Linked DNA regions of Mus musculus: region 1 is linked to region 2. A link is a contact called in public ChIA-PET data. All regions are on one chromosome and are shown on one strand. Each heading gives the region's core, a stretch centred on a gene start, on an enhancer-like site or on the middle of the called end of the contact. The rest is flanking DNA. Distances are from core to core; before and after follow the strand shown.

Region 1 (3,792 bases), core at 754-3,253, 350 kb before region 2:
TTGTCACACACACACACACACACACACACACACACACACATTGCCCCAAAAAAGAAAGAAAATGTTATTTTTTTAATTTCTTAATTTTTGTTTTCAAAACAGGGGGCTGGGGAGATGTCTTAGCAGGTACGAGCATCTTTTCTTCCAGAGAGCTAAAGTCTGCCTCCCAGGACCCGTATCAAGCTGCTTTCAAACACAAATAACTACAGCTCCAGGAGATCCAGTGCCCCTGCCCTCCACATACACATATCAGACGCAGACACACATGCATAATTTAAAATAAAACAGGGTCTGGAGAGATAGCTCGGTGCTTAGGGGCATGCATTGTTCTTGCAGAGGACTCGAGCTGAGTCCCAGCACCTGTATCAGACAGCTTACAACTGTAAGTTCAGCTTCAAGGGATTCACCATGCTTCTGAGCTCTTGGGTCATGTGTGTGCATATATGTGTCTGTGTCTGTGGGGGGTGGGGCGCACGCGCGCGCACATACACACACATATGTGTACGCTCATGCACGCACATACACACAAATAATAATAAAAAATTTGAATAATAAACATTTTTAAAAGGTTTTACAAAATGAAAAAAAGAAGCAGGGGACATTCCCCATCCCAGAGAAGCAACTCTCCTATTGCTAACTTGGCCAGTCGGTGTCTAATGTGGGGTTGGCCTGTTCCATGTCCAGGCAGCTGTGGCCACACCCTCTGCTCCCAGACATCCCAGCTCTATGGGATGACAGCTCAGATATTCCTACAGTCAATGTGAACGTACCCTCTTCCTCCTCCCTGAGGCTGTAACGTCAAAGCTAGGTAAAGACCCCGAGAGCTAGGAAATAGTCACCCAGTGAAAATCGGGCCAACCATCCTTCTCGCCTTGCTCTGTGATTCCGTTTCCAGTGCTCTGTCTGGTCTGCACTTCATGCAGATCATTCTCTTCACCTCTAGCAAGGGGCCCCTCCCTAATGGAGGGAGATTAACCCTTCTTCGCTCCCTTTCAATCTCATTTAGCTGAGAGCGTGCTTCTCACAGCGCTGCTGGCTGGGCAAAGAGCAGGGCGGAATGCTCCACAGCGAGATGGCTGCCTTCCCTTTGAAGCACAGGAACTGCGGTAAACACCTTCTTGCCCGACTTGGCCCTGAAAAGATGGTTTTGAAACTGAACTTGCTGTGAGTTGCCTGGGTCTGCAGTATGGAATTGCATAAGAATGTGGGCATTTAGGTCAAAGGGGACTCTGAACTCAACACCTCAGAACCTGTCATCATGGAACTCACGGCTTATTTATTCCCTGGTCCTGCAGAAGGGTCTCTGGCATCCCTTAAGATTCAGGCCAAGCTGGGCTGAAGTGTATGTGACATCCTGTGCGGAAGTGATACATCCACATACAAGCCACTGTCCCCATCCCATTTCTAGCCTCAGTAACTAGTTTCTTGCCATGTCTTTGTGCGCGCGCACGCGTGTGTGTGCATGTGTGTGCGTGTGTGTGTGTGTGTGTGTGTGTGTGTGTTTCATTTCAAGGCCATGAGAAGAACAAAAGTGTGAGCTTTTTCAGGCCTGGTGGTGAGTTGGTCATCAGGGCAGGGACAGAGGCAGTTTGGGTTGCTGATAACTTTTTGTCAGGTTTGTACCGCGATTGGTTTCGAAGCCATGGTGAACAACAGAAAATGAAACTCGCAGCTTATTTTTAGCGGTTCATGCTAACTCATGAGATGTTTTTCTTTGCAAACCAAATAGCAGAAAGGTGACTTCAGCGAACTAAATTTAGACTGCTTGACTTACAGCAGTTAAGCCCGGTCGTCTGCTACTACCCACGTATCAGAGGCACTTGGACCTAGGGACTTTTGAAGCTATACTTACGATTTTGTTTAAAATTATTTTTAGTTGCGCCTTTTAAAGATGTAAGCGTACTTGCTTTGGGGAGGAACCGAGAAACACATTACAAGCGCTCATCGTCTGGCATCTGACCATTTTTGTGTAATCTGCAGCAGCTTCATAAGCAAGCGACAGTCTGGAATTTGGTCTAAAAGGAGTCAGTCTATGAAATCACTGAGAGCAGAGCTTTGCAGTGTAAGGAGTGTGTTTCTCTCCCGCTGCCAGGGTTGCTAGGCGTGCGGTACTTACTATCTTTGAACTTGAGACAGTGCAGATGGTATTTTCTAAACCATCTTCCTGCCTTACAATTCTCTGAAGCACACTCCGGCCCCAAGGGTCTGTGGAGATGACGAGGTCCTCTCTGGAGGCAGAGGTGGTCTGTCAGTCCACCATCATTTGCATTTTCCATTTCCTCTCCCAGAAAGGGTAGGTTTCCCTGCTTCTCAGTCAACACGGGTTTTTCTTTGAGGAGTGAGTGATGGAACTTTTAAAAGGTCTTTGAAGGGACCCCCAGGGCCATTCCTTCACACATGGGCCAAAGCTCTCCAGTTCTAGACAGTATCACTACCTAAAATGGAAGATGCCCCTAGTAGTAAGGGAACTAGTGAACGAGTTCCATCCTTGAGTTAGGAGTCAATAGCAATGTCATTGACTCTACTGAGCCATTCCACTGCATGAGGCAAAGCCCCAGGAGCCTGGGGAGACACAAAGACCCCACAGGAGACAAGCCCAGAGACCCAGGTAAAGACAGCTACTTGGCTACTTCGATATACCAAATGCCTACCGTGCTTCTGTTCTGTCCAAGGAAAATGGGGTCACTGGGGGTATGTTGGTTGAGCTGCCTTGGCTGAAGTGAGGTACACAGTTGAGATTCTGAGGTACAGACTCATTTATCTGACAAAAGAAAAGACCAGGCACTCCTAGGTTAAGCCTGGGAACATCTGTTGTCGAGGGGAGGTACATATAGGAAGGGAGGCTCCTCTTACATGAGGTACATGGTATAGTTCCATAGGAGCCGAGGGAGGCATCGTTCTCTCACAGGAGGTACATGCTATTCACTCAAGGAAATCTTGTTTATAGTCCAACCTTTCTTTTTCTACCTGATTTCCATTCTCTCTAGAAGAAACTTAGCTAGACTAGCCTATCGTCTTGTCTGTCTGTATGTGTGGTCAGGGGCAGATGATCATAGTGTCAAATGGGCCTGGTATGGGAATGCCAGTGACCCACATGGACTCAAGGTCATCTAAATATTGTTCTTCACATACCACCCTTCAAATGCACTGGGAAACAAGAGCAAAGATCATGTAGTTGCTAAGGCTGACATAGCAATGACCATTGAAAGGTGGCACGAGTTGAGGGTGTTCCATCTGAGGATGTCTGGTTGGGTTGAGGTGCACCGTCTCCTTCCCATCTCACCAGGGTGTGGTCCCCGAGGCTGTCTGTCTGATTCTTACCATCAGTCTTTCCCACTCGCTAATGGCTGGAAGTAGAAAGCCATTGTTTAAGACCTGAAGGCTTCTTAGTACTCCAACTACGCAGGCGCCCCTTCCATTCACCACCTCACTACACAGAATGAGGTCATCGTTTCCCGTCCCCAGGCAGGGTGGCGAGGGTTGCTAAGAAAGCCCCTTGGAGAGCCATCTCACTGGCTTACAAAACTGCTGACGACGAATCAGAATAATCTGTCACAGATACAGGAGGCAGGGGCTTGGAATCTAGCTCTTAGTCTACCCAACTGCGAAAGCAAGCTGGGGTGGGTTCTTTTAGGGTCACATACAAAATGGATTTTAGCTAGGAGTAAATAAATGGACAGTTGAATCCTAGCACCCAGGAGGCAAAAGCAAGCAGGTCTCTGAGTTTGAGGGCACTCTGGCCTAAATAGCAATCTCTAGGACAGCCAGAGCTACATAGAAGACGAGAGAGGG
Region 2 (3,418 bases), core at 59-2,558:
ATGGACATAGTATAATTTCATCTTTCTCTGTTCGTGGACTAGGGCAGCACTCAGACCTCATCTGAGGCGTTGCTTTGTACAGTACAGGAAGGTTAGCAAGGGAACTCCTAAGTGGTCAGAGTGGAAAGAGTGAGTCAGCGGACTTGAGTTCAGTCTCAATTGGGACATCTGTATCACACACATGCCAGCACTGAGGAAGGAGACTGTTAGAATTAGAGGTCAGGAAGGACCAGATGAAACGGTATCTTCTGAACAAGCAGGACTGCTGCAGTCTTGGACCATGGCAGCCTTGTTGCCTATGCTAGATCAAGCCAGTGGAGAGATTCTAGCGTGGAGTGGAAAATGGTTCACAAGTGGCACCACCCACACTGAGGAGCTATGGACGGTTGATGGCTTCTGGGAGAGGGAAAGTCTGTTTTCTTTAAGAGTGTGACCCCCATAGGTTGATTATGCTCCAGTGGGTAGCCACACATCCAGGAGTATATGGGCAGCACAAATAGAACACCGTGGGTTGTTTAGAAAAAAAAAAGAGAGAAAACAAAGCAAACAAAAATGGGGACATGGCGTTGGGAGTGGAGGTGGGGTAGAACTGGGAAGAGTTAGGGTGAGGAATGGAGATGAATAAATATGATTATTATGATATGATATTGTATTGGGGGCTGGAGAGATGGCTCACATGTTAAGAGCACTGGCTGCTCTTTTAGAGGTCCTGAGTTCAATTCCCAGCAACCACATCGTGGCTCCCAACCATCTGTCATGGGATCTGATGCCTTCTTCTTGGATGTAGGTTATACACAGAGATAGAGCACTCATATACAATATACATAAAATAAATCTTTAAAAATATATTGCATGAGATTTTCAAAGAATTAATACAAAGATATTTTAAAAATTAAAATCTCTTATAAGTGAGTTACTAGGTTGCCAATCGGGGTATTTGACCCTTCGTGATGATTTAAGTGTTTCCGTTATCCATCAAGTCTAGTATGCTGAGAGATCTGACAAACAGAAGGGCAGGGTAGGATTGCTCAGCATCTCCCACTTAAAAAAGAAGTGAGAATGGAGTCTAAAGAATTCTTGGCATCTTCTGAACATGAAGTGTCTTAACATTCTGTGGTACTTCATAGCACCTCCATGTAAATTCCCTTCAAACCATGTCAGGAAGGTGTTCTTATTTATAGATGACAGAGAGATGTGTTGCTGTGGGTTGGTTTGGTTTGATTTGAGTGGGTAGGTCCTCCTTAGGTCACATAGTTCTGAGAGGTTGGCAGGGGCTGGCTCAGAGAGGTCTCCTTGATGTCATATCCTGTGTTCTTGCACAATGCCTACCCTGTCCTGTTATTAAAAACTAAACCAAAAGGACACTAAACACTGCTTCCTCTTCTTTCTCATCTTATGATGGAACTTGTGTGACCAGTGATTTGTCCCAAATAGTACCCAGTTGCTCAACTAAGAAGAAGCCACAGCCTCCAGTGGCTCTGGGTATCATTGGGCTTGTGAGTCTAACGCAGATAGAAGCAAACTGCTTTTCTGTGGCTTTTATGGTTCAATATTATTTCAGTATAATCCTGGTATATTCATCATCACTGACTTAGAACATAAGAAGACAGGTTTCCGGAGCCTGGGCACTTACTTAATTTGAACTTAAATTTAAGAACTTGGCAGGGAGGTAGAGGCAGGAGGATTAACGAAGTGAAGTCCTGGACAGCCTGGCGTACAGAGCAAGACTGTCTCAAAAAGCAAAGCAAGTCAAACACTTATTATATGCCCATAACCCCATAATTGGATATGGAGGAGGAGGGAGCAGTTTCTCATCCTTCGCTACATAGTGGGGGCTTTTGTTGGTTTGATTTGTTTTTTGCTTTTTGGTTGTTTGGTTGTGTTTTTGTTTATTTGTTTTTGTTTGTTTTTGAGGCTATCCTGGAGTGTGTGTGCCTCAAAAGGGGAAAAAAAAAAGAGGAATAAGAAGCTGGCATTAATCGCTTCCTCCTCCTCCTTTTCTGAGAAAGCAGTAGTTCTTATTTACAAAGTCCCATTTTACTGTTTAGCCTGAAGTTCAAGAGCCCACCTCATCCAGCCTTGAGCCACTATTCAAAGTTTTATTTCTTCTTTTCTTCTTCTTCTTCTTCTTCTTCTTCTTCTTCTTCTTCTTCTTCTTCTTCTTCTTCTTCTTCTTCTTCTTCTTCTTCTTCATGTTTTTCGAGACAGCGTTTCTCTGTATAGCCCTAGCTTTCCTGGAACTCACTCTGTAGACCAGGCTGGACTCGAACTCAGAAATCCACCTGCCTCTGCCTCCCAAGTGCTGGGATTAAAGGCATGTGCCACCACTGCTCAGTTCTTCTTTTAAAGATTTATTTTATTTATATAAGTACATTGTAGCTGTTTCGAGACACACCAGAAGAGGGCATCAGATCCCTTTACAGATGGTTGTGAACCACCATGTGGTTGCTGGGAATTGAACTCAGGACCTTTGGAAGAGCAGTCAGTGCTCTTAACCACTGAGCCGTCTCTTCAGCCCTTGTTTGTTTTTCAAAACAGAGTTTTACTCCATAGCCCTGGCTGTCCTGGAACTCACTATGCAGACCAGTTTGGCCTCGACCTCACGGAGATCTACTTGCCTCTGCCTCCTGAGTGCTGGGATTAAAGGTATGTGCCACCACCACCTGGCCAAAGTCCTAAATAGGTCTCTGCCCTCTCCTGCAGGTACAGCCCCTTGGGCTGGGTGCTATCCTTTCACCTTCAAACAATAAACTTCATCTGGGTGCGGTGGCACACTTCTGTGATCCCATTCATCACTTAGAAAATTGAGGAGTTGGACGGATTGCAAGCCCAAGACTGCCATGGGCTACGACGTAGTGAGTTCTGGGCCAACCTGATTATATCAGTGACTTTTCTAATGGTGACTGTGACAAAACACCAAGGCCACTTATTAAAAAGAAAAAAGATTTTACTCAGGCTCTGGTTCCATAAGGTTGGGATCTACAATGGCAGGGACATCATGACCATAGGCAGCAGACATGGTAGACAGGACTGGAAGCTGAGGGCTCACATTCTGATCCAAAGCATGAAGCAGAGGGTGAACCAGGAATGATGTGGGGCTTTGAACCCTCAAAGCCTACACCCCAGTGATGCATCTTCCTGCAAGGCCCCACTCCCTAAACCTACTCCAACAGCACCAGACCAAGCTTTGCGGTCTCTGAGCCAATGGCGTGATTCTCATTCAAACCACCACACTGGTCTACAGAGCAGACTGTCTCAAAATACCCAAACTCCTACCAGCCTACAGAGCTTTAATCCAGCTACAGCTCTAGAGCTCAAGCCCTCTACAGAAAGGAAGGATTCCTCCTTCCTGACCTTGGTGGTACCAAAGGTTTCATTTACTGTCTTATTGTGTTTAGTAACTAAATGACTATTCCCA

The links. ChIA-PET counts read pairs in DNA pulled down with a chosen protein or histone mark.
Region 1: a contact with region 2 is called in an RNA polymerase II ChIA-PET map of memory CD8 T cells, with 16 read pairs. The contact joins two enhancer-like sites. A contact is called at or near these places in 1 of 115 datasets of contacts at active chromatin or transcription factors (memory CD8 T cells) and 1 of 9 other capture datasets (adipose tissue).

Annotation. Positions count from the first base shown.
Region 1 is chr9:96,738,477-96,742,268 of GRCm38.p6, reverse strand. The region is part of intron 2 of E030011O05Rik (RIKEN cDNA E030011O05 gene); the gene reads left to right. Among named protein-coding and RNA genes, the nearest start is that of E030011O05Rik, 12 kb to the left of the region's middle. Within about 2 kb of position 2,003, at least 84 of the 459 cell types and tissues checked have an H3K27ac peak or open chromatin away from gene starts, as enhancers often do. A contact at or near this core is called in adipose tissue and memory CD8 T cells, where this site is marked.
Region 2 is chr9:96,390,046-96,393,463 of GRCm38.p6, reverse strand. The region is part of intron 1 of Gm39409 (a long non-coding RNA gene); the gene reads left to right. All of the region lies in intron 1 of Gm40550 (a long non-coding RNA gene), which reads right to left. Among named protein-coding and RNA genes, the nearest start is that of Gm39409, 5.1 kb to the left of the region's middle. Within about 2 kb of position 1,308, at least 74 of the 459 cell types and tissues checked have an H3K27ac peak or open chromatin away from gene starts, as enhancers often do. A contact at or near this core is called in adipose tissue and memory CD8 T cells, where this site is marked.